Linked DNA regions of Mus musculus: all the other regions are linked to region 1. Evidence: chromatin contacts called from public promoter capture Hi-C data. All regions are on one chromosome and are shown on one strand. Each heading gives the region's core, a stretch centred on a gene start, on an enhancer-like site or on the middle of the called end of the contact. The rest is flanking DNA. Distances are from core to core; before and after follow the strand shown. Region 1 holds the start of Fan1 (FANCD2/FANCI-associated nuclease 1). Region 2 holds the start of Tarsl2 (threonyl-tRNA synthetase-like 2). Region 3 holds the start of Tm2d3 (TM2 domain containing 3). Region 4 holds the start of Snrpa1 (small nuclear ribonucleoprotein polypeptide A'). Region 5 holds the start of Selenos (selenoprotein S). Region 6 holds the start of Chsy1 (chondroitin sulfate synthase 1). Region 7 has its middle 110 kb from the start of 4930554H23Rik.

Region 1 (3,235 bases), core at 350-2,849:
TTGGGGTTAGGGGGATTTTACCAGTTGCAGATAGTTTACTTCTGGGACTCTGGAGAGGGTCTAAATGCCAGAGCCCGGAGAGAGCCTGTGGTAGCTGCTGCTCCCCATGCTCCTGCCTCTGCTGCTGTTGCATCTGCTATTGCTGAATTGCTGGTTTGCTGGACTGCTGGATACTCTGATGAAGAAGGATGGACGACCCTCAGCAACAGAAAGTAGCCTATAGAAGTCTATGCCTCCTTTCCCCTCTAATATTCTTTCCTACCTAGCGTTAGGGAGGTGGAAGGGAGAAGGGTGGAATAAGAGATGGAACTGAGGTAAAGATATGAGAACCTAATGATGTAATACAACAAATACGCCAACATTTTCCCCTTTGTCCATTACGTTTTCTTCTTTCTTCAGTCCCATTTGCTCCGGCCCAAAGATGTATTTACTGTTACATGTAAGTACACTGTAGCTGTCTGCAGACACCCCCAGAAGAGGGCGTCAGATCTCCTAACAGATGGTTGTGAGCCACCATGTGGTTGCTGGGATTTGAACTCAGGACCTTCAGAAGAGCAGTCAGTGCTCTTAACCGCTGAGCCATCTCTTCAGTCCCAGCCATTATATTTTAACACATGAGTTTGGGGGCCATTCTCTGACTATGGCCCCACTAATAGGACATTTAAAAATCTCCCCAAGTTGGTGTTTGTTTCTGAGACAGAGTCACACTATGCAGCCACAAGAAGCCTTGTAGACCAGGCTGCCCTCCATCTCAGATCCGCCTGCTCCTGCCTCCCAAGTGCTGGCATTAAAGGTGTGTATCACCACGCCCAAAAACATCCTAAATTTTATTCAAAATAGGATTTATCTTTTTCCTCTGAATAAATACTTTTGAGTAATTATCTCATCTCCCCACACTTTAAGGTGTTAGTTTTAGCAGTGATTTAACTATTACATAGTTTGTATTTTTGTGGAAATTTTAACAATTTGCTATACCAGGCTCTTGTATGTGCACATAGTTAGGAACTACATTTTAAGTCTAATCGGACTAGTTTTACCTTTAAAGTATATTAATCATGACCATTTCCTGTCATTATTGACCTGATTTATTTGGTTTTTCTATTTATTTTCTCTCTGTTCATCTAACTTTCTCTGGTCCTTCTTTCATGTCAAGTCAAACTAATCATAAAATATTTATCATGATTAGCGTATCATAGCGTTTCATTAATTTTTAGTTGTGTTAGGAATGCTGGGTGAGATGACGGCATGGCTTTAATCCCAGGACTCTGGAGGCACAGGCAGGATGATCTCTGAGTTAGAGGTGATCCTGGTCTACAGAGTGAGTCTGTAGGTCTACAGAGAAACCTTTACTCAAAAAACAAAACAAAAAGGGATTACCACCACAACGGTTAATGTTCTGCTACCTTAGTGTAAAGCTCTTGAGGTAGTAGAGTACAATCATGTCACAGTTTCCTCAGTCTACACACTCCATTTCTCTTTTGGTCCGCCTTCTGCTCGATCACTCTGTCCTCCACTAGCTGAGCCTTGGAGCGAAGACGCGGGGATCGGCTGGGGATGCCTGTAGCGCCTTGCTCTGGCTGGTCCGGGCTGCGCAGAGCGACTGCCCGCCTTGTGGCCCTTTGAGAGCGACTCAGCCTGTTCCGCTGCAGTGAGTTCAGGGGAGTCTGAGCGAGTCAGCGTCCTCTTTTTAAGACAAACGGTTCTTAGAAAGGCCCTGAAAGTAAGTGCAGCTTGGTCCTTCCGAAGCGAGGGACACAGAGCATGCGCGGAGCTGCAGGTCCGCTCCGATCTGTATCCACTTCAGGGTTCTCGTTCCAGAAGTTGCCATTCTACGTTTCAGTTGTCGGCCGACCCCGTAAATGTATAAAAATATTTTTAACTCATGTATTTTATTTTGTAGGAAGAAGTTGAACGAATAACGACATCAAATGCTATTTCACTTTGTATTAGTTCACGGCGAGAGTAAAAGTAACCCTTTAGGGTCCTTCACCTGGGGTGGCCGCTGTATTAACTGATGAGGAGGTAGCAGGGACCCTTTTTTTTTGTTGTTGTTTTTACTAATTCAAGCCAAGTGAATGAAAGTAAAACATTTCGGTCCTTACCTGAGATGACCTGATTTTCTTCTTGGGTCGCCCACTTTCTCTAATAGTCATGCCGTCACAAAGGAAATCACCTGATCAAAAAAGACCCCGTAGAAGCTTATCTACCAGCAAAACTGCAAAAAGCCAGTGTCATTCGATTACTTCGTATTTTAACAGTGCACCACCTGCTAAACTTGCATGTTCAACTTGTCATAAAATGGTGCCCAGGTATGACCTCATTCGGCACCTTGATGAGTCTTGTGCTAACAACGGTGTTGGTGATGACGTTCAAGTAGAGCCTGCTCAGGCTGGATTAATGAGTCCAACTGTGCCTACATCAGATTTACCCAGTGGTCCTTTAGAGAATGTGACACCTCAGAAATTATCACCACCAAAGAGAAGTTTAATTTCTGTCCAATGTGGTTCAAAACTGGGCATACAACAGCAGACCAGTCCCTACTTTAAAGATGCCTTAGTGTCCAAAGATCAAAATGAGCTTCCAAATCAGAGTGTAGAAATTATGCCTTTGGGAAGTCTGACATCGAAATTGTCCAGACGATACTTAAACGCTAAAAAATCACTCGCTAAGAATGAGGGACTAGCCAGTCAGTGCCCACAGACTTCTCCGTCCACACCTGGCACCAGCCTGACTGATAACTGTCCAGAGATGGAAGACAAAGATGAGGTTTTGAACAGTTCCCAAAAGGAAAACATTTATTCATGTGCACCTCTAAAAGAAGAGAATGCTTCAGAACAGAAGGTAAAGAACAATAAAATAACGGGAGATGAAAGCCAGAAAGCTTCCTGCGGGGAGCCAGCCCTCACCCCTGCATCTGCAGAGCATGCTTCCATATTACTGTCCTCAGATTCAACTCTCGTCAGTAACACGAAATCCTCTCCGGGAGACACTCTTGTAAAGCAAGAAAGTGCCAGAAGGGCAGATGTAGGGCTTGCTGAGCCGCTCGAGGTGCGCAGTCACAAAGAAGTACAAATGACTTTCGATGCTGCGGCCAAAACGCTGGTGTCTGGGGAGGCAGAATCAAATGGTCCTACCGATGTTGACATGTCTGACATGACTACGTGGAGTAACAACCAAGAGCTTGTCAGGGAAGCTGGCAGTGTCTTACACTGCCCTCTGGAGCAGGGGTCCAGCT
Region 2 (3,730 bases), core at 776-3,275, 1.3 Mb before region 1:
GTCTGACCTCTATAGCCAGAGTAGTACCTTTGAGGCTAGGTACTCCTCCTTTGGGCCTAACAAGTGCTGGGTCTCTATAAACCCTTGCTGGTAGAAGCAGGAAATATGACGTCAGAACTCTATTATTTCACCTTTAAAAAACGTGGAGAAAGTGGGTGGTGGTGGCCCACCCTTTAATCCCAGCCCTTGGGAGGCAAAGGCAGGTAGATCTCTGTGACTCTGAGGCCATCCTGGTTGACAGAGAGAGTGTCAGGACAGCCAAAGCCTTGCTACACCATGTAACATTGCATAGATACACTGTAAATAGTGGGAGAGAGAAATGTCCATGGGTATAGTATTCAAAGACCTTAGGTAAGAGGGACAGAGAAGGCCTGTTTCAAGAAAAAACAAAAAACAAACAAACAAAAAAAGAAAAAACTAAAACAAAAGAAAGAGAAAAGAAAGAAGGAAAAGAGTAGAGAGCCCTTGAGCCAGTGGCTAACTTGACTCTAAGAGGTTACTGGTGTGGTCCAGACAATTTCACCAGTAACTATGTCCTTACCCTACGTCCCGCAGACCCAGGATTACTAGTGAACATTCCATTTCTACAGCAGCGACTTACCTCCCGGCCAGGCTCACTCTGCTTCAGCCTCTTCTTCTTTGTGTCCTTCTCTTGGTTTTGGGTAGGAGGCTGAAAGATAATGGGAGGCAAGAGCAGTACATGAGAAACCCGGGGAAGGAGGAAACCCAGAGAGCTCACGGCAGGGCCCATGGTTGGAGAGTCCCGGCTGGGCTGTGGGAACCAGGATCTACTTATAACCCTCAGGGATCTGGTTTCAGAGTTCAGCCCTATCTGTCCGAGCACATTAAAACTGGGGGTGTAGCTCAGTAATAGAGCACTGCCCAGTATTCACAAGGCCATGGGTCCCATAGCCTGCAACACACACAGTCTCTGTGTCTCTCTGTCACTCTTCCCTAAACTTTAAACAAATAATGTCACTGGAAATTGTGGCTGCCACCAGACTCTTATTCATTGCACTATTTCATTAGATGTTGCCAGAGCAAAAACAAAACAAACAAACAAAACAAAAACCAAAAACCCCTCAGTTTTAGAAAGCCTTTAGAACTTAGAAAAAAAATTCTTCTAATTTGTTACTTAATAATCTTCTAAAACATGAAAATACTGTAATCAAATACTTCTGTTAAATATACAGATCACATATAGGCCTCAAAGCAAACCACCAAAATAAGACAGTAAAAATAACCTGTCTTCAGATAGCACAGAACCAGCCAGCAGAGAGAATAGAAACTGTTAGGTCCTCTTCTCCAAGGATACTGTGACTCTTAAACACTGAAGCGGCCTTTTAAAAAGTTTTTATTTGAGACAGCGTCTTCTCATATTGCCCTGGCCGACCTGATTCTCAATATTTACTCCAGGCGGGCCTTAAATTCTCAGCCATCCTCCTGCCTCAGCCTCCAGAGTTCTGGATTAGAGGCATGCACCTCAGTTTGATCTGCTACTGGAGGGAAAAAATGTTGTTTGCAGTCTGTCCAATGAAGAGCTGAGAAATTATACCAGCTGGTCAGTTAGGAGGTTGGTGGAAACCTAGCGGTTCCCCAGGCCGTGGGCAGTGGGCAGGGCGCGGGCGGGGACACACCCTGCAGCCCTGTCCGCACCCGGGTGCAGAATTGGAACCCGCTGAGTGCGTACTCCTGGGCCGCCGGTTACCTCGTGCGCCGCCGCTCGCCCGGCCTCGGTGCGGCGCTGCTCCGCCAGGCGCAGCCGCAGGCCACACAGGCGCTGGTGCAGGTCGCGGTTCTCCGCCTGGAGCTGTGCCACCTCGCGTGTCAGGCGCGGGCCCTCGGCTTGGCCCCGCTCGGGCCCGCGCAGCTGCTCGTCCCTCAGGCGCTGCACCTCCGCGCACAGCCAGCGGATGTCCTCCTCCTGCCGCTGCAGGCGCGAGGCCACCGCCTGAGCCGCCAGGGCCTGGGCCGCCATGGTAGCTTCCCTGTGCCACCTGAGCCCGCCAGCCCAGCCAGAGTGACAAGGAGACGGGGCGGGGCGGAGCTGAAGGACTTCGGGAGGCGGGGTGAAGTGGGGGTGCATCACTATATGGGGCGGGGCGATGGAGGAAGAGGGGCGGGGCTGGAGCTGGGTATCCCTGCATGGGGCGGAGCGATGCACGGGCAAGAGGCGGGGCCATATCGGGGCAACTGTGCAGAGGCCAGGCGATGGGCAAAGAAGAGGGGCGGGCTATAGGATAATGAAGGGCGGGGCAGGAGTGATGGGAGGGGCAAGGGTAGGCATCATTTCAGAGGAGAAGCGATGAGACAGCGCGGCATCATCGCTGGGGAAGATGAGACGGCTGAGCAATGCTTCATAAAACAAGGAAAATGGGCAGGGGAGTGTGGCAGGGAGCACGGGCAGGAACACGGCCAATGTTGGGTGCACTGCAGGATTGAGAACTACGCTCTGGACCTAGGCAGCAGGAGTGGGACCACCGGATGGGCATCTTTAGCGTTTGGAGGCATGTCCAGGTGCTACTGGAAGTGTGTTCAGTCTAATGAAACTGGAGTTTGAGATATTGAAGCCCAGAGGAGGTGCGTCTCTTGACCAGATTGTCCAAACCGTTAGCAAAGCCTGATGGATTTCTTTCATTCCCCTCTTAAATTCTTGCAGTCACCACACTGTGCAAACAGGTTCTGAAAAGCGGCCATTGAAAATAGACCTTCATGCCAAGGCTGTGCAAATACAGTGGCACTTGGCAAGGACACACAGAAGAGCACTACAAAAACTTCAGCCTGGCCAGCACAACATTGTTCACTATTTGAGTCTAGAGCAAATGCTGTTTATAACTGTCTTAAGATTATTTTAAGTAGAAACATTTGTGCTATCGGACTTTGGAAACAGTGGTCCGCAAAGAATTAAGCTCTCATCCTGGAGCAGGAAAGGGCTGAAGCCCTGCTGCCCCCTGGGGGAGGAGTTGCCCTAGGAATTGCTGGACAGACTGGAACTAAGCCGATGATGGAGCCACACCTCCACCACTGGCCTCTACTTAAACTTAAACCTCATATTAGCACCCCAATGACGGGCTTGGGGTAGGTGGCTGAACCCCTGTAGCTGTTCATCTTCCCACTGTAACCACAATGAATAAATCTCCTTTCTCTGCTTTTTATTGTTAACTGTCATTTTAATTGGCATGTTTCAGAGGGTTAGCTGAGCTTATGTCGTTGAAACTTCCAGAAGCCAGGCTTTGACTCTAAAGACTCCAGTAATAAGTTCACACATGACTTTGTTTCTCTTATAACCATGAGCAAGAAGCTTCCTGTGGCAAGAACAAAAGTTGGCTTTTACTGTTCTTAAGTTCCTAGAATGTGCCAAGACATGAACGAAGCGATTTGGAAATAGTCACTTCTTAAATCTTCATTAAAAGAGATGATACCATTATACCCATGTATAATGCAGAAACTAAGGCACAGAGGGTAGCATTTAGTCAAACATGTCTCATGATGTAATCTAGGTAATGGAGGCAATAAGAGTTCCAAAATAGGGTTTATCTTGGGGTGGGATAGTTCAAGGGTGAGAAATTACTCTGAGAAATGGAGTCTGGGTAATGTGAGCAAGGTGGACAGACAGGTGGATAAATGTAACTCTGGGGAATAGGTGGAAGGAGCTGAGGAGTTAATCAGATTCACAGATCACTCCCAGCAAGAGATGCCATTGTCTTCCATGTGGAAATTGAAGACCTCT
Region 3 (3,338 bases), core at 394-2,893, 1.3 Mb before region 1:
CAAACAGCTTGGAGTTGGGGTCAGTGACACCTGCAATCTAAGAGGGTTTCTGTCACCAGCTGGCTGTGACCTGCTAACTGGTGTGATTAGTAAAACGTCTCTCCTTCCTGCTTCCCACATGGCCATGAAAACTATAAGTGCTCATTGAGAGACAATGTGGGCCCAGGTCAGACCCAAGAGCTATTAGCACAGAGGACAAACTAAAGCTTGGATAAGGCAGAGTCTATGCAAAATACCAGAGGACATGTTGGACAGAACTGGAACCAGAACACACAGCTCTCCAAATCCAATCCAATGTCCTTTCCAGCAAAAGTTACTGATGGAAAAATGAAGCCCGGACACGCCCCCTTCGGCGCGCCCCCACCACAAAAATGACAACACCCTCAGCCCTCCAATTCTAGAAAATACTGGTGTTAGTATATACGTCGAAATAAAAATCTGTGAAATGCCTCTGCCAGTTTCAAGTCCAATCCCTGAAATAATAGGACTCCAAACAGATGAACCTAAAGAGCTAGCGGACAGTTAGCAAAACAGGAATACTTGGAAGTGACATGAAGTGGCTAACGCTATAAATACCATTTCCCACTATTGTTCCTATCTCCATGTGGCCCGAGGTTGGAAGGTTCAAATCACAAGGCTGAAAAGGCCTTAAATCAAGATAACTACAGTGGCTGCAAAGGTGAGGAAACAAAGATCCCTCAAAGCCCGATCTCACCCGGATTATCCTCCAGGTATCTATCCAACCTTCTTAACCCAGCACATCATATAACATTAGGGAAGCATTGTAGAGTTCGGTGTTTGGTTGGTTGGTTTTTAACTCAAGGGAAAACAGTACTGGCTAAAGAACTGGAAGAGAGTGGAAAATAAAAAATAAACAGAAACGAAGAGTCCTGTAAGGCTGGATGAAGAGGTAAGTCATAGATTTCAAAAAGACCAAAACTGTCTACTGAAAGCGGCTGTCTGCCCTTAATTTACATATCTAAACAACACCACATCTAACAGCCAAAACCAAAAGGCGACTTCTTATACTAAAGAAACCTGTATCGAAAACAAAGGGGGGCGGGCAACTACTCCTTATAAATATGCACATTTACTAGAATAGAAAACGTCTAGTACCTGCTGCCCTGGGAACTACAGAGAATGTACGTGTTGGGCCCGGATCCTTTATTGCCTGAGCCAGCGGCTGCGAATGCTCTAAATTTAAGGATCCTACAATTAGAAAGGCATGTTATCATGGGATAGGATACCCTTGGTTTGTGTGCTTAACAGGTAGGGGCTGCACTGGGCATCTACGGCTCAAGAAACGGAAATGACGGGGTCGACTGGGGTTCTGGGCTACCGACTCAGGGAACACCGGTTTTCGGGGCGGGCTGGAGCGCAGTGCTGCGGCCTCGGGCTGCGGCGCCCAGGCGTCGGTCGCCGGCCTCCTGCGGCTCCGGGGACCCCCTTGCCACCAGCTCACCCGGTGCGGCCCCCAGCCTTGAACTCACCATCTCCCGACAGAATGTAGCACTGGGACAGGAAAAGCAGCACGCGGGACAGGTGGCGGACAGACCGCAGCGGCTCGGCCGCAGCCTCCATTTTTGTCGCTGCGCGTGCGCACTTCCGGGCCAGGAGGCGGGGCTGTGGTGGGGGCGCGCCGAAGGGGGCGTGTCCGGGCGCGGCCCGCAGGCGCACTGCTGCGGGGCGCCGCCGGCGGGTGTCATTGCTTCCCAGCTCGGAGGTTGGGTGGTCTCCTTGTCGCCGTGCTCTGAGTGCTGTTGGCCAAGGGAAATGAATGAAACTGGGGACCCGCAGCAGCAGGAAGTAGCTCGGACCAGAATAGCCCCTCACTGCCTTTGAAGAGATGCCCTTCTCTTTCCATTGGGAGTCTGGGAAACGGTTGTGATGCGATGTGGTTAGCCCATTTTAGTTCCGCTGACCCATGAAGCCAGGGAAGCAGCTCCAAGAGTCCCATGCACCAGGACCCAGGGCTCCTGCCTTAGGTTTTACCACAGCCTGTTGGGGGACACGCGGAGTTTAGAGTTCCTCTGAGACTGGAAAAACAGGTTAGGTCTCAGGGCCTGGGACAAGAGCCAAGTGTGTGGAATTTTCACGTAGGAGCAGAGTCCAACCCCAAACTGGCCAGGAGAGCAACCTCGAGGAGGGGGAGCTGCTCTCTGCAACCTACGTTGTTTCTATGGCATATACTTCAGGAAGCATGCTGTTGGTATGTCTCTCTCTGTTGACTTGCACTTTGGGGTCCCCAAATTCCCACTTGCACATCTGATAAGTGAAAAAGTACATGAAATGGTGTTCGGCGCACAACAATCCTGCAGTAAATGTTAGCTTTAAAAATGGTTACAATTCGCACCCTACACCCTCACACTGGTTTCATCTATGATGCTTCACTCTTCATGTTCAGGAGAATCAATAATATATCAAAGACTGATGCTTCTCTGCATCTAATTTGAATTCTGCTGCACCTAGTGAAATAAATCTGTAACTAATTTCTCTTTGGCATAACGGTATTTTAATTAAGTGCCAAGACAATAAGGTTGAAATCGGAACTACAGGGTCTGGAGAGCTGAGTCGGCAGTTAGGAGCACTGGCTGCTCTTCCAGAGGACCTAGATTTGATTCCCTGCACCCACCTGCGGCTCACAATCACCCAGAACTACAGTTCCAGGAATCTGGCACCCTCTTCTGACCTCTATAAGCACAAGACACTCTTGCAGTGCCCAGACAACAGACAAAATACCCATGCACACAAAATAAAAATAATTTAAATATATCAGAAATGCAGTCCAGAGGCACAGACAGGCAAATCTCAGTGAGTTCTAGGCCAGCCAGAACTACATCGTGAAACCCAGTCTTGATTTAAAAAAAAAAAAATCAGAAATATACTCGATTCAACATACAAGTGAAACACCCCAGGAAAGCAGTGGTTCAACTCCAGGCAAGCGTCCAACAATGGAACATACCGAGGCTCTAGAAACACCATGTGATGCATTTTATTTAGGACTTTAGTGTTTCTAAAGATAAATATAATGAATTATGATTAGAAGCATTAAAACTGTAACTCTTAACTCACAATGCAAATAACAGATTGTACAAAATCTCTTTGAGGTTTCATAGTCCTTTGCCACTAACAGGATATTAGTACTTCTCTTATGATTGCACACTAAATGAAATAGCAATTCCAGCTTTGGGCATGAGTTTCAGTGTGAACTTTAGTAAAGCAGCCATAAAAATACCTGAGATGTGTGTATTAGAAAATAAGACATCTCCCCTCCATGTTACAAAAGGGCCATGGGCTTTTATTGAAAGCCTATTCCTGTCATTGTTGGGTGAGAGGTG
Region 4 (3,560 bases), core at 566-3,065, 1.7 Mb before region 1:
GATTCTCAATAACCGGAATTTTATATCCTGTAGAGGGAAAACATACATACAACAAATATTAATATAAATGAAAAGTCCTGAAAATCGCAGGAGTATGTGATGGAATTTGACTCAGCGCTCCCATTCGGGAAGTATTAACCAGGCACTAGCACCATGCCGTGCACTGAACAAAAATAAGGTAAATGACGAAAGGGTTAAGTGGAGGCCTTAGTGCTACAAAGCTTGAAGTAAAACTGAAGAGGCTGAAGGCAAGAGGAAGAACAGATGGGCATATTTACTAGTATTGGTGCCCATGGTTTATTAAGAACGTCTATGAGGTATTCACATTCGTCACTGAGCTAGGTACTATAAGGAAGGACACAACCCAGCTGTGAAGGAGTGCAATAAAAGATATGGTAGCAGAATAAGCATTCTCCAGACTGCACGGTTTTCAGAGAGACAGCAGACATCAAAACTGTGCCAAGACAGTGAAAGGACCCAGATGCTCCTGAACCGGACTTTTCTCCAAGAAAGTTAATTTCATTCAACAAACACAAAGAACACTAGGATTTCCCATAGGCAGGAAGAAACTTTCAAAAATGGCAGTGCACAGCGCCCCCGAGACTTTGATTGCCTCTGGTCACAGTCTTATAATCTTAACCCCTTCCAAAGCCATCTCCTGAATAGTTAACGATTACCTCTCAGTTCTATGTTTTAAAAATCAAGTGCTACTTCTGTCAGAACTGAACAGGTGAGTTCCGCCACCCCACACACAGAAGTGACCATTATGCCACGGTCAAACAGCTCAATCTTGAAAACACCAAATTATCCGGGGCTGCGGGTCTGGCTCAGTAGCGCGAGTGCTTTCCTGACAGACATGAAACCCTGGGCTCATCCAAAGCACCATATAAACGTGGTGCAGGCATTTAAACCCAGCTCCCAGGAAGTGGAGGCAAGAGGGTCCGAAGTTCGAGATAAACCTTAACTATATAACGGTTTGAAGTCAGCTCGGAATACACGAGACGTTGTCTCAAAAACAAATGAACAAAACCAAACCGGAATTATTGGGGCAATTAAGGTAACTCTGGTACATATCCACCCTACCCTCAGGTGCCACATTAACGCTTTTGCTAAAAAACAAACAAACAAACAAACAAACAAACAAACAAAAAACACCAGCCAGCAGCCGGCCTGTCCGTAGCGTTTTCTATTTTCCTAGTCCTCCAACAGTTAAAGCTGCTCGATGAGCGGGGCAATGCCTAGTGAGTACGGTCCGGGGAAGGAATCGAGGCGCCGTGTTTGCTAGCCGGAACGCCGGTAACAAACAGCCCCAAAGGGCCCTGCGGGACGGTGGATCGGAGGCGCCCAGCCCGGGTGGAGGCCCACGGGCCAGGCTCCAGCCTCTGCGCACGCGGCGGGGCTGGTTTCCCGCAGCCACGCGCCGGGGCCGGAACACAGCCCGCGCTCCGTCTAACTCACCCCGGAGGTCCAGTTCACGGTCCCGTACGGCATTTGTGTACTGCGCCGCCTGCTCGATCAGCTCCGCCGTCAGCTTCACCATCCTGTCGCAGCCCGCGGACCCTCACCTCCGACACCAGCCTGCGCCTCCCGCCAGTGCCGTGTCCCACAGTGCACCGCGCCTCGCCGCCAGACAGCACCAATCGTATCCCCGCGCAGCTCGACCGCCAGGCTAAAGCAATCGAAGACGTAGCCCCCGTGTCTTTGCTTCTGGGTTCTGGGCTTGAGCGTGCCTGGGAGTGTGGGGAGCCCAGATTCCAGTTTTTTTAATCCAAAAGATAAGAACACGCGAGGGATGCTCTGTCTCACGTCAGTGAACCTCAAGGGAGGGGTAGTTGGGACTACTCTCCCTTCTCCACCCAACAAGGGGCGGAGACTGTGAAGTCTCCTGAAAGTCAAGTTCCTAAATGTCTAACTTGGGCTTCCGCAGGTAAGGGGCAGGACCCGTAGGCTGGATTGCCTTAAAACAGAACCCTTCTGACCTGGTACAGTCACCTTAAAGCTTGAGGGTGAACTTGTAGCCTGTAGACATTTAGGTGTTCATACCAAAGCGCTGGTCAGGTGGCTTAGAGGTTAAGAGCACTTGCAACTTTTGTAACGGACTTGAGTTGGCATTCCAATATCCGTCTGGACACCTGACAACTGCTTGTAACTTCAGCCTCAGGGGATTTGCCGTCCATTTCTAGCCTCCTCAGACACCGGCAACCGCAAACACACACACACACACACAAATAAAATAAACCATAAGTGATATTCATATTGACTAGCTGTGATGGAGAATGCCTTTAATCCTAGCAGTTTGGAGACAGAAGGAGGTGGATCTCGGAGATAGAGGCCATCCTCGCCTACAGAGCCAGTTCCAGAACAACCAGGGATACACAGAGAAACTCTATCTCAAGCAAACAAACAACACCAAAAAAATTCATACGAAGTGCAGGGGAATACACATATCAGAAATTGCCATGTGATGAGTGCCCCACAGTGAATACAATATACCTGCAGAGCCTTGGCCTCTGTCTCCAAAGGCTTAAATGCACAAAATCATGTGCATATTTTTTTAAATCATAGCTTACTAATTAATGTACATGCCCACCTGTGTATACGTGATGACCCCTTCAGCCCTAGGCCATCAACTCCAACTGAGGCTGCACCTTCACTAGTGACCATCCCTGGCCTCTCACAGTGCCAAGCCTTAAATGCACGAAATCATATGCGTATTTTTTTTAAATCATAGCTTACTAATTAATGTACATGCCCACCTGTGTATAGGTGCAGGGGAGGCTTCAGCCTAAAATTCCCTGGAGCTGGCCGTTGTGATCCTTTGGACATGTGTGCTAGAAGTCAACCCCTGGTCCTCAGCATGAGCAGAAAACACTCTTAAAAATACTTTTAGAAATTATTTGTTATATCTCTGTGGTTTTGGGCACATGAGTGCAGATACCCACAAAGGCCAGAGGTGCCAGATACTCTGAAGTCGGGGTTACACGTGGTTGCTGGGATCTGAACTCTGGTCCTCTGAAAGAGCTGTACACACTCTCTTACCTGCTGAGTCATGGAATGACTGACCTGAGAAGGAACTTGAACAGCTCACTCTCCTGCCTCCATCTTCATGTGCTAGGATTATTGGAGTGAGTTTATGTAGTGGTGACCCCTTCAGCCCTGGGCCATCAACTCCAACTGAGGCTACACCTTCACCAGTGACCATCCCTGGCCTCTCACAGTGCCAAGCCTCAGCTGCTGTTCGTAATCCCTTTGTGCCTTCAAAACTAGCATCACCTGGGTGATTCTTATACATTACCAAGTCCAGCTGCAGCATGAGGTACAACCTTGACTATCTCTGGAACACATTTTCTTTGGGCTCTCAGAACACACTTCCCAGAAGATTTCACTCCAGTAATGCTGGTCTCTTCTTAGTCACTGCTAATTTCTTTGCTCCAGCTAATCAGTATCATGGGCCAACCAGAAGTCCCTTCTATTCTGGACTCTAAAGGCAGAGCCACATGGGTAAAGCTGCGGAGTTCTGCTGGGGCAGGAGCACGGCCCCCTTCCTCTATTACATCATC
Region 5 (3,724 bases), core at 547-3,046, 1.7 Mb before region 1:
ATACGTGGCATATATAACATTGGGGGGGGCACATATGGAATGCCCCTCCAGGAAAAAGATACAACAACAAAGTTAAACCGGCTTGAGTTATCTCTGCCCTACACGGGGGCTTATCCTGATGGACAAAGGATGGTGTGGATAAATGATAGAAGAATGAGGGATTAAGACCTCCCTTGGAAAAATTAGTCTATGCAGGACCACTGTGATGTCCTATGGCCAAGGAACAAAAGAATACCAAGTTCAGACCTAAAAATAAATTCCACAAAGATAAAAACATTGTATTACATCCAAAATTGAATAATAACTGTAGCAGTTCTGGCCTGAAGATTTTCCTTGGGCCTAATGACAATTAGCACTCTAACCATCAAAAGTTGATTAAATAAACTGCTAATCTACTGCCATAGGACATGACAACCTACCCAGGCTGGCTTGGAGATTTTCTGTCTAGTGCCTTTGAAACCATAAGAGCTACCAGCCTGAGAATGGACTGTCATGCTTTGGCAAAATATGCCTCTAGATTCTTTAAAAAAATGGGCTACGGGGTTGATGAGGGAAAATGATTGTAAAAGATAACTCTGCTCTGTCACGGTTTATCAATGATGGCTAAACTTATGACTACGAGGAAGCTAAAATACATCTGGGGACAAAAATATGATCTATGAATCCATCCCTGTCTACGGAGTGCTGTATAAAGCAGCACCCCACTTCCAGTCAGTCAGGTGGCAAGATTCCCAGGACCCCAATGCCTGATCCCCCCACCCCCACCCCCGCCCCTTGACACTTCTTGTTTCCTCCACAAGACCTGGCCATCTCCAGGGACTGGTCCCCATGCACCGAACAAGATGTGCATTGAGTATGCTATACACCATCACGGAGTCTTTGCATCTCAATAAAAATCTTTCAAACCTCAAAGGCATGTCTTGCCACCACCCACTAAGTAAATGACAGGCGCCTTCATTTCTACCACATGGCACTAACCCAGAACAGTCTCGGCTTGGTCCAGCTGTCTCTGCCTCAAAGCCCTCAGTCGAAGGGAGAGCCTCTGGATGACAATGTAGAGTAGGATGCAGCTGAAGAGGATGTACCAGCCATAGCTGGCCAGCAGGGAGCCCACTGGGGGGAAAAAAAAAAAAAAGAGAAAGAAACCAGTTTCAGAAATGGTAATAGCATTTTTTTCAATAATACTCTACAAAAATAGTCATAGCTTCTTCTTTCAGAACCTTCACAGTCTAGCTGGAAATGGACTCCTAAGAAGCGAATCGCTGGGTACAGAAACTTCTCAACTACAAGGGGACTCGGGAGTAGCCCGGAGGGTGCAGAGCCCAGCAGCTAGGTTCTGAAGGACTAAAGGGGACGTGTCTATCTGATTCAGGAAAGCAAAGGCCATCCAGACTCCGTGAGTTACACTTTGTTAAGGAGTGAGACAACAGTGTGTTAGTGTCGGGTAGAGTGAAACGCCGGGCGGAGGACTCCACTGCAAAAGGAAAATGTTAAAGGGACTCCCGTGAGCCAAGTCCGCGAGCGCCCGCCCAGCTAGGGCGACTTCGAGAAAGGTGAGCTCCGGCCCAACAAGCAGGCTCGGCCAGTCCGCGGCGTTAACGCCAAGCCTCCTGGAGGCCGACCCACCGAGCATGGCGGCGCCCGCCGCCCCTGACCTGTCACGTGCAGGAATCGCAGGCTCTCGGTCTCCAGCGCCGGCCTCGCGGACAGAGGTTCCTCATCGCGATCCATGGCGGCCACCGCCACCGCCACCAACGACAAGCCCGCTGCTCCTCTCTGCTCTGCGCTTCCGGTTCGGCCCTATGTACACGTGGCGCTCACTGCCGTGGCGGTACTGACCTATCGTGGCTCGACCTACCTCGACGCTCGACCAATCACAGGGGGGGTGTGACCAGAGGGCGGGGCTGAAAGATGCCCAGGCGGAAGCGCGTTTGACTTTCAGGGAGGAGCTCGCAGCTCAACTCGGCATAGCTCGGATAACCGATCTTGTATTTGATACTGATTGGACATTGAGGCTCAAGAGATTTGAAACCTCCTGGAGATGAGATTTGAGTCCCGCCCTTGTCACCGGGCCCTAAAGGTTTGCAGCATAGATTCCCCTCCCCTAACGTGCGGAAAGCGATCTACTTAGAATTCCTTTCTTCTGATCCACTGTCTCAAGGGAAGGAATTAATGTAGTAATGACTTCAACTTAGGCTCTTATGTGTTACATTACCACAGTTTTTGTAATGGTTCTCTGCAACATACTAGGAAGGCAATAAAGGAGATAGCTGCGATTTGAAAAGGAACTGATGGAATCAAGTTTCCATAGATTAATGGGATTAAGAAGGTGAGAACTCTGTGGTGTTTAAAGGTGGGATCCTTTGGGAAACTACTATATGAGGTCAATGTGGGTGTCCCCAGAGAAAAAGAGACTAGATTTCTGTGCACCCCACCGTGAGATGACTCAGCCTGAGGAGCCTGATGGAATCTATACGGTGCTGTACCAAGCTTGAGGACTTTGAATCTCCAAAATGGAAATAAAACTCACTGTGTCATAAAAACTAGTCTGTTAAGGATCTTCTAATTCAGCGACTCCATCTGGGGACATGGGAGAGAAAAGCCTGGAGTCACTTCACATTATCAACCACCTTGAAAATAGACTTTGATGACTGGATATGAAGCTAAGAATATGAAGATAGCCATGAATTTGCTGATTTTTTTTTTCAGACACAACATGGCTTTTTTAAAAAATTGCTAAATTTTTAAAGTTTTATGATTTTAATAGTTTTCTCAGTGGTAAAAAAGGATCAGTTTAATTTTTTTTTCTTTTTTGGTACCGATGACTGCCACCCCACCTCTGAGGCCAGTTTGAACCCTCTCTCTTTGCTTAAGGTGATTTCTCACATCATACAGAGCAAGTGAAACATCTGGTTACGAGAGAGGAGGTTGCTCATTTGCCTGTTGATCCAGTCCCTTAACATCTGCAATCATGATGATGAAATAAGTAATGTTTAGTTTCATTAAAAGACAAGGTGGAGGGGAAATGTTGGCACACACCTTCAACCCCAGCACTCAGCAGGCAGACACAGGTGAGTCTCTGAATTTGACGCTCAGGACAGTGAGGGCTACACAGAGAAACCTTGCCTTAAAAGCCTTTAATCCCCGCACACTGGTTAAGAGGGGTTAGTTTCATTAAAAGAGGAGGTGCTGGCTCACTCCTTTAATCTCAGCACTCAGGAGGCAGAGGATGGCTGATCCCTGAGTTAGAGGCCAGCTCTGTTTACAGGGTGAGTTCCAGCCAGGGCTACACAGAGAAACCCTGTCTTAAAAAACCAAAACCATGCCTTTAATCCCAGCACTTGGGAGGCAGAGGCAGGCAAATTTCTGAGTTCAAGGCCAACCTGATCTACAGAGTGAATTCCAGGACAACCAGGACTACAGAGAAACCCTATCTTGAAAAAAACCAAAAACCCAAAACCAATAAAAAGGGAGGTGAATGGATAGGATCAAAGTACATGATACACAGATAAAACAGTGTAATAATGAAATCATTATTTTACATAGTCTTAGCCAAGGAATCTCTTCCGCTTGGAACTTTGCAATCTAACATGGAAACTAGCAATTCAGAAAGATAACATGTTAAAACATACAAAGTAGGAGTAGGATTGTATCTCAATTGGCCAGGTGCTTCCTTGCCTAGCACGTACAGAATCCTAGGTGTAAGGTCCCCCACTGCAAACCC
Region 6 (3,332 bases), core at 703-3,202, 1.7 Mb before region 1:
TTGCTCTCAAACTACTCCGCTAGTCCACATACAGCCTGCCACCTGTGGCCTCTGGCCATTCAGAACTGTTCTTAGCACGACGCAGCCTCTGGACATTAGCAGCAGGAATGGTGGTCAAGCCTTTAAACGCTTTAACTGCTCTTTCCTCAATCCCTCACTTGAGTTAAAGAAAGAAGAGATCCAGCCATGCTTGTTTTCTTATACCGTCTGCTGCCTGAAAACTTAGACCAGAAACTGGATTCAAAAGCCAAGTTATAAAAGCACTGGTTAAAAAATGTAAAAACAAACATCAACTAGTATAGCCCTGCTCACAAAGCTCAGCCCCAGAACATCCGTGCTCTGAAACCATTCCTGCCACTGAGTCTCTGCCTGGAAGAACGCCAGACTTCACCCGTACAGTAAAGGTTTTTGTACTTCACACACACAAAAGTTTCCACGAGTCCCTTCCTTCACCTGGGTCTACCCCTCTTGTATTTCAGATTCACTTCAATGCAAATACAGTTCTAACCATGCCCTCCACTCTAAAACCATCTCCTTTTCTAAAGGCAGCTTTGGCTAATCCCTTTGTTAATCCTGAACATGATCGCTGCCACTTCTACTGACTCCTTTAGCCTACTAGGGCCCAGTTACTTCCTACCACGCATACGCCTTGGTGGCTGCGCTGGGGAACACCAGGCTGCAGTCTTACAATGACTAAATCGATCACACAAACTGTTTTTCCTCAAGGTTCTTTTTCTCTACTTAACAAACCAGAGTGTTGCTCAAAGGCAGAGTGGAAACGCTCACCAAAAGTGAGAATCTTAAAGTACAGTACGGAGGAGCCCTAGCCAGGTTAATTTAAGCGGGCTCTCCCTTCGAAATGACAAAGTGCCTATTTTAGAGACTCAAATTATAACTCTGCCTCCACTATCGCAGGTACAACATTGAATTTCGCCACCACCTTATGGGGGAGACTCGTTCCTTTTAACAAAGAAGTCTTGAACACAGAAAGCTTACGTGTCTCCCTGGAGATGAGGTTGAGAGGCACACACACTGAGGCCAGCGTACTCAATCCCAAAGCCTTGCCCTTGAGAGATGCTCACCATCCTAAGCCCTGCTGCCTTTGCGCTGAGCCGCTGGCAGCTACCAGAGAAGCCTCCGGGGAACCCGTAACGCCGCCCGCCCGCCAGCCAGGATGCCGGATGCAGGCGATGGCATCCACGAAAGGGGGGCTCACCTGTAGGCGGCCACGGCGCGGGTCTGCAGGTATTTCTGGGCTGTCATGACTCCCACGAAGAGAAAGTTCCTGTCGCGCGGGACGCCCTCCGCGGCCGAGCCCTGCGGCCAGAGCTGCGCCCCGCGCGCATCGCCGCGCGCCCCGCCGGGCTGCGACGCCTCCTGCCCTGGCCGGCATCCCTCGGGACTGGGGCGCCGCCGCGGGCCCACTCGCTTCAGCTCCGAGGCGCGGGGCAGGACGAGCCGCGAGGCCAGCACGAAGCCCAGCACGAGCCCGAGCAGCATGCTGAGCCAGGCGCGCCGGCCGCGCGCGGCCATGCCCGCGCCCCTCCGCCCGCCGGGCCGCTGTCCCGCTGTCCCCGCCGCAGGCTCCGCGCGCCCTCAGCCCACCGCCCCCGCCCGCGGAGGCCAGCCCGCCCTAGCGCCGCCAGGCCCGGCCCGGGCAGCGCCGCGGCCGCCGCGGGCCCGCCGCGCCCATCGCGGCTCCCGAGCCGCCCGCAGGCCCCGCGCCGGCGCTTTGTTCCGCGCGCCCGCCCGCACCGCCGCGGCCTGCGCCTTTAAGAGGGGACCATGCCCCGCGCGCGCGGCCGGCGACTCCGGCGCGAGGCGACAGCGGCTCCCGCGGCTCGCGTCCCCCGGCTGGCTCGGCTCGGCTCGCGCTGCGCCCGCCCTCTCGGTGCCCTGCGCCGCCTCTGCAGCTGCACATCCTCCGGCTTAGCGCGCCATTGCAAAGGAGCCCCTCACGTCACGCACCGCGCGTTAAGAAGCGGCCCGCCGGCGGCGTGCCGTGGCCCCTCTCGGGATCCGTCCGCGCCTCGTGATTGGCGCAAAAGTGAATGGGGGGCAGTTCACGTGGCCAAAGTTTAACCAAAAAAAAAAAAAAAAAAGCACCCGCCCCGCAGTCTGCGGCCAGGCAGGAGGGGCGTGGGATAGCATCGACGACAGCGGGGCGGGCGTCCCTCCAACCCCCACTGCCCGGTACCCGCGGCCACGCCCCCGTCGCCAGCATTGGGAGCCGGCGGTCCGGCACCGCACGTGGACTGAGTTGACCGGCTCCCCAGATGCCCCGAGAGCCGCCACGCCCTTCCCTCCCCGGGCCGACCTCCCGACTCGGTGGCCAGGACAGCGGGGTCCACACTGCAGCTTTGTACGCTGCAGGCGGGGCTGGAGCCACACACGGCCACAGTTCACCTAGGAACGCTAGGGGATTTGCGGGCTGGGGAGCGAAACGTGAATTCGCTAAGTAGCTAGGGCTGCCCTCGAACTCAGAGAATCTGAGATCTGTCTCTGCCTCTCGAGCGCTGGGCTTAAAGGCGAGCGGCACCAAGCCCGGCATATTAGTTTTTTAAATGGATATTGAAGAGATGGGTGGGTGAGTTACCACTAGATGATAAATACCTGTATTTAGTCCCAGTGAGCAGAGAGCTGGTTAGTACCCCCCTCACCTAAGTCTGTCAGTATTTTTAAGAGTAGATTTATAAAACGGATATGGATTGTGTACGTGGTGTGGGGGATGGGTTCTCGGGAGCCATACACCTAGTTTTTTGAAACAGGATCTCTTACTATTCTGGAGGTCTCCAAGTAAGTTAGGCTCGCTGAATGGATTTTTAAGTTGGATACCAGTTTCCCTATATTTGCTCTGTCTTAACTTTTATACGTTTTGTTAAAAACGAAAGCCCTTCAACTTGGGTGCCCACATGACAAATGTTTGTAAATACCAATTTTATTTCTTAGTCACCAATGTGTTAGGATTATAATCGCAAAGTAGCCACTTGGACCTGCTCTAATAGAGCCCAGGTGCTAGCTGAAGCTGCAGATCGTTTTGAACTCCAGATCCTCTTGCTTATGGAACTGGAGTCACCTGAATTCCAGGCCTGTGTGCTACCAGCCCTGGTGCCAGGGATCAGCCACTGGACCTCTGATACACTGGGCCAGTACTCTATCCTCTGAACTACGGTCCCAGAGCCTAAGAAGTTCTCATTTAATCAATCAAAGAAACAAACAAAAAGATAGAAAATGGGGCTGGAGAGATGGCTCAGCGGTTAAGAGCACTGACTTCCAGAGGTTCAATTCCCAGCAACCACATGGGGGCTAACGACCATTTGCAATGGGATCCG
Region 7 (3,252 bases), core at 700-3,199, 1.0 Mb after region 1:
AGAGACAACTGTCTATCCTGTGACTCAAGGCCCTTTTTAATTGTAAGAAGGAGAAGAAGAAAAGAAGAAGAAGAAGAAGAAGAAGAAGAAGAAGAAGAAGAAGAAGAAGAAGAAGAAGAAGAAGAAGAAGAAGCAAACTACATACTTCCAACATGTAACTGCACAGATTACACCATGCTACAGTGCTGGGGATTGCTTTGGCTATTCAGGCCTTCTGTGCTAACATGTGAATTTTTCTTTATAGTTCTTTGGAATGTTGATGGTGCTTCTGTTGATCTGTCAGTCACTGTAGCTAGTTTCATGCAGGGGTAGGGCCTGGAGAAGGGTGGATGCAAGAGTGTCAAAGGGAAGGAAGGATCAGGCACGAGATGCCTTGTGCTTTATGAGAGACGGGAGAGAAGAACCACATCTTGGCATGGCTTTTCTGACTCTGATGACTTTTGTCTCTTTCAAGCTTTATTTAAACATAAAGTAATTTCCTCAGAAATTTTATGCGTTGATTACACAGTTTTTCAAATACATTTTCTTCTAAAATCTTCCTTGATTACATAAGAATATTGAAAGAAGAACAAAGCAAGCAAACAGCAATTTTATAAGAACTAAAAATTAACATTATGATAAAATCAATTTTCTTTAAACTCAATATGTTCTTAAGATTGGTGTCGTAAAACCTAGCGGTTACAGAAATGCTAGACAGAATGACTCTGTCTAAAGTTGATTTGTTTCAATTTGGCTTAAGATTAATAGATCAAAAATTATTTCCTGCTACCTATTTTATCAAACAGCTTTCTATAGAAGTTCAGCCCTTATTTAATTCTTCTTTCCTTCCTTTATATTTCTTTTATATTTGACATAAGACCACTGTCCACTGTCCTTTTTCTTTGATTCTTTTTTGTTGTTGTTTTGGTTTTTTTTGTTTTTTGTTTGTTTGTTTGTTTGTTTTGAGACAGGTTTCTCTGTGTAGCCCTGGCTGTCCTGGAACTCACTCTGTAGACTAGGCTGGCCTTGAACTCAGAGATCTGCCTGCTTCTACCTCCCCAGTGCTGGGACTAAAGGCGTGTGCCACCATCGCCCAGCCTTTTTCTTTGATTCTTAAAGTATAGTCTATCCCCTTTGCTTCAGCAAGGGCAGTCTATCAGTGAAGTTCTGGTCTGACAAGTCTGTTCAGAAGGCAGGCAGTTCCCTGAGCCAGGATGCCTGCCTCGGCGTCTCTGCCTTGAACCCTTGTTTCAATATGATCTCTATCTTTATTACAATTCTGTAACGAACAGAAGAGGATCAGGGTTCCTAAAACTGCCTACTTTTACCTTCAGGAAGGCACCAAGGCTTGTCATAAGCTTGCACGATCAAAATCTCTTCCTATACATACAAGTTTCTTGTTTCTAAAGTTGAACATTAAAAGCTTAGTAATTTAATTACAGCTTGTCAGTTTCTAAAACTTCCCTAAGTTTTTCTTCTTTAATAACTCTTCTCAAACCCTTTTCCCCATGCTTACTAACAACACTCTTTAGTGATCTGAATATATATTGAAGTAATAAGTTCTCAAGAAAAACTCAGTTTTCTGCATAACTGTTTTTTCCCCAGGGAACTTTCATTGATTTCATTCTTGTTTTCACTAGCATTTTGTTACCTGAGTCTAGCTTTTGGAGAGAGGCCTTTAACAGCAAGAAGCATAAATACAACAAAAGGTGTGCAGCAAATATCCATCAAGGGCAGTGAGGATAAGGAGATTAGAAGGTAAAGAGAATAGAAGGTAGAGAATATAAGAAAATTGGGGGTCAGGAAGTCTTGCACAAAATGTGTCTAAGGCCAACCAAGCTCATTAGGAAGAACAACACCTTATATACTATTTCCAGGGAAGAAATGGGACAGTCAACAGAAGCTGTCATATAATGGACAAAGTCAGTAGGAGGTTAATCAAATAATGTTTCACAAAGGGAATACCGGGTATCCCAAGAGCATTATTGAGCAAGAGTGCAAAGGTCTTTGGACTAGTAACTCCAGTCTTTTTGAGCGGGGTGTGGGGAGGACAACTTCCCAGGAACAAAGACCTTAATTCCTTTGCCACCCAGGCCTCAGCCTCGGACTGACCTTGCCAAGTTGGCTCTGGAGCAAGGACATGGAGGAGAACTCCTGAGACCTCCTGGGGTTGGTCTGGCTCTCAATGCCTATTACAGCCACTTTATTAAACCAGTCTAGTATCTAACTGCATTGTAGCTGCATATCTTTACAACCATAGAGGAGTGTAGTTCTCACTTCTCAACAAAGAAGTTTCTTTTTGCAGTTGGCTGATATCATTACAAATATCTACAACTGGTCAAAATGCAGAGAACAAAGGATAATGAAGTACCCAGCCCAGCTGATACATCTGCAGCACAGCCCATGCATCCCAGGCAAAGGGGACATCAGAGAAGAGAGGATGGAAAGATTGTTAATAGCAGAGGACCAGGAAATCTGCTGTGAGATTGTGCCTCCACGAAATGACAGCAAATCTTCACCTATGATACCTCAACAAATATGGTCATCTAAACAAGAACTGAGCAAGGACAACACCAATAGATATAGTAACATGAAAGGGGAAAGTCTCTAGAGGACTCACCACCAGATGAAGGGTTTCAGACAATTAACTGCTGGTTAAAGGGGAGAATCCGTGTTCTCCAGGAACATGGCACTGTCAAAAATTACCCAATACCAAATAGCCAGTTCTAAGCACAAATACACACGAGCTAACACTAGAGTGAGAAGAGTGCATGTGACTTGTTTAATGCTTACTGGTGGAAACTTTTTGTCAGTTGAGATACTCACTGCTGAAATGATTCTAGCTTGTATCAAGTTGACATACCATTTAGCCAGTACTTTGGAGTCAGCTGCAAATGCAGGTTGGGTCCTAACATACTTAGCAGAGCTGGCCACTAGGTGGAGCATACACACAGGCCAGATCTGAAGAGCTGAGTGACTCAATATGAAATTGACTTGATATCAGAAGCACAGCTCAAAATAGGCTGTGGGTGTGGGTTTCATGTGGGGAGATCCCTTCATTTGTATGTAAACCCACTTCACAATCATATTTCAGAGCTGGGATAAAATTTTAAGGTGCATGATGATGAATACTGGTCTGACAGAGATTTTTTTTTTTTTTTTAAAGTAGCAATTGTTAGGGTAAAAGCTTGAAAGGAATGACCGGCCGGCCTGCTTGCCTTCCTTCCTTCCTTCCTTCCTTCCTTCCTTCCTTCCTTCCTTCCTTCCTTCCTC

Evidence for each region. Promoter capture Hi-C pulls out the DNA fragments that hold promoters and counts their contacts. Capture Hi-C pulls out chosen DNA fragments and counts their contacts.
Region 2: a contact with region 1 is called in a promoter capture Hi-C map of adipose tissue, with 4 times the contacts expected there. The contact joins the promoter of Tarsl2 here to the promoter of Fan1 in region 1. A contact is called at or near these places in 2 of 39 promoter capture datasets (the 3T3-L1 cell line and pre-B cells), 1 of 484 Hi-C or Micro-C datasets (the G1E-ER4 cell line), 2 of 115 datasets of contacts at active chromatin or transcription factors (astrocytes and large pre-B cells) and 1 of 9 other capture datasets (adipose tissue).
Region 3: a contact with region 1 is called in a promoter capture Hi-C map of pre-B cells. The contact joins the promoter of Tm2d3 here to the promoter of Fan1 in region 1. A contact is called at or near these places in 4 of 39 promoter capture datasets (the C10 cell line, erythroid cells, liver and 1 more), 1 of 484 Hi-C or Micro-C datasets (CD4 T cells) and 1 of 9 other capture datasets (liver).
Region 4: a promoter capture Hi-C map of pre-B cells shows a contact between it and region 1, with 4 times the contacts expected there. The contact joins the promoter of Snrpa1 here to the promoter of Fan1 in region 1. A contact is called at or near these places in 4 of 39 promoter capture datasets (the C10 cell line, liver and pre-B cells), 2 of 484 Hi-C or Micro-C datasets (the G1E-ER4 cell line and cardiomyocytes), 1 of 115 datasets of contacts at active chromatin or transcription factors (large pre-B cells) and 1 of 9 other capture datasets (adipose tissue).
Region 5: a contact with region 1 is called in a promoter capture Hi-C map of pre-B cells, with 2.7 times the contacts expected there. The contact joins the promoter of Selenos here to the promoter of Fan1 in region 1. A contact is called at or near these places in 7 of 39 promoter capture datasets (the 3T3-L1 cell line, the C10 cell line, embryonic stem cells and 3 more), 4 of 484 Hi-C or Micro-C datasets (the G1E-ER4 cell line, cardiomyocytes, granulocyte-monocyte progenitors and 1 more), 1 of 115 datasets of contacts at active chromatin or transcription factors (large pre-B cells) and 1 of 9 other capture datasets (adipose tissue).
Region 6: a contact with region 1 is called in a promoter capture Hi-C map of liver, with 3 times the contacts expected there. The contact joins the promoter of Chsy1 here to the promoter of Fan1 in region 1. A contact is called at or near these places in 1 of 39 promoter capture datasets (liver) and 1 of 115 datasets of contacts at active chromatin or transcription factors (large pre-B cells).
Region 7: a contact with region 1 is called in a promoter capture Hi-C map of liver, with 2.5 times the contacts expected there. The contact joins the enhancer-like site here to the promoter of Fan1 in region 1. A contact is called at or near these places in 3 of 39 promoter capture datasets (the 3T3-L1 cell line and liver), 1 of 115 datasets of contacts at active chromatin or transcription factors (astrocytes) and 1 of 9 other capture datasets (adipose tissue).

What each region holds. Positions count from the first base shown.
Region 1 is chr7:64,372,420-64,375,654 of GRCm38.p6, reverse strand. Fan1 (FANCD2/FANCI-associated nuclease 1) reads left to right here and starts at 1,599. Exons shown (of 14, transcript NM_177893.4): 1 at 1,599-1,720; 2 at 1,901-3,235. The coding sequence starts at 2,152.
Region 2 is chr7:65,643,193-65,646,922 of GRCm38.p6, reverse strand. Tarsl2 (threonyl-tRNA synthetase-like 2) reads right to left here and starts at 2,025. Exons shown (of 19, transcript NM_172310.2): 1 at 1,709-2,025; 2 at 602-670. The coding sequence starts at 1,978.
Region 3 is chr7:65,691,722-65,695,059 of GRCm38.p6, reverse strand. Tm2d3 (TM2 domain containing 3) reads right to left here and starts at 1,643. Exons shown (of 5, transcript NM_026795.3): 1 at 1,491-1,643. The coding sequence starts at 1,581. It overlaps Gm33234 (a long non-coding RNA gene), which reads left to right and starts at 1,618. Exons shown (of 2, transcript XR_391545.3): 1 at 1,618-2,209. It overlaps Tarsl2 (threonyl-tRNA synthetase-like 2), which reads right to left. Exons shown (of 19, transcript NM_172310.2): 19 at 2,967-3,338.
Region 4 is chr7:66,058,591-66,062,150 of GRCm38.p6, reverse strand. It overlaps Snrpa1 (small nuclear ribonucleoprotein polypeptide A'), which reads right to left and starts at 1,815. Exons shown (of 9, transcript NM_021336.4): 1 at 1,459-1,815; 2 at 1-27. The coding sequence starts at 1,540.
Region 5 is chr7:66,077,721-66,081,444 of GRCm38.p6, reverse strand. Selenos (selenoprotein S) reads right to left here and starts at 1,796. Exons shown (of 6, transcript NM_024439.3): 1 at 1,656-1,796; 2 at 979-1,113. The coding sequence starts at 1,731.
Region 6 is chr7:66,108,112-66,111,443 of GRCm38.p6, reverse strand. Chsy1 (chondroitin sulfate synthase 1) reads right to left here and starts at 1,952. Exons shown (of 3, transcript NM_001081163.2): 1 at 1,217-1,952. The coding sequence starts at 1,533.
Region 7 is chr7:63,335,013-63,338,264 of GRCm38.p6, reverse strand. No RefSeq gene overlaps it. Among named protein-coding and RNA genes, the nearest start is that of 4930554H23Rik, 110 kb to the left of the region's middle. Within about 2 kb of position 1,949, at least 3 of the 459 cell types and tissues checked have an H3K27ac peak or open chromatin away from gene starts, as enhancers often do. A contact at or near this core is called in liver, where this site is marked.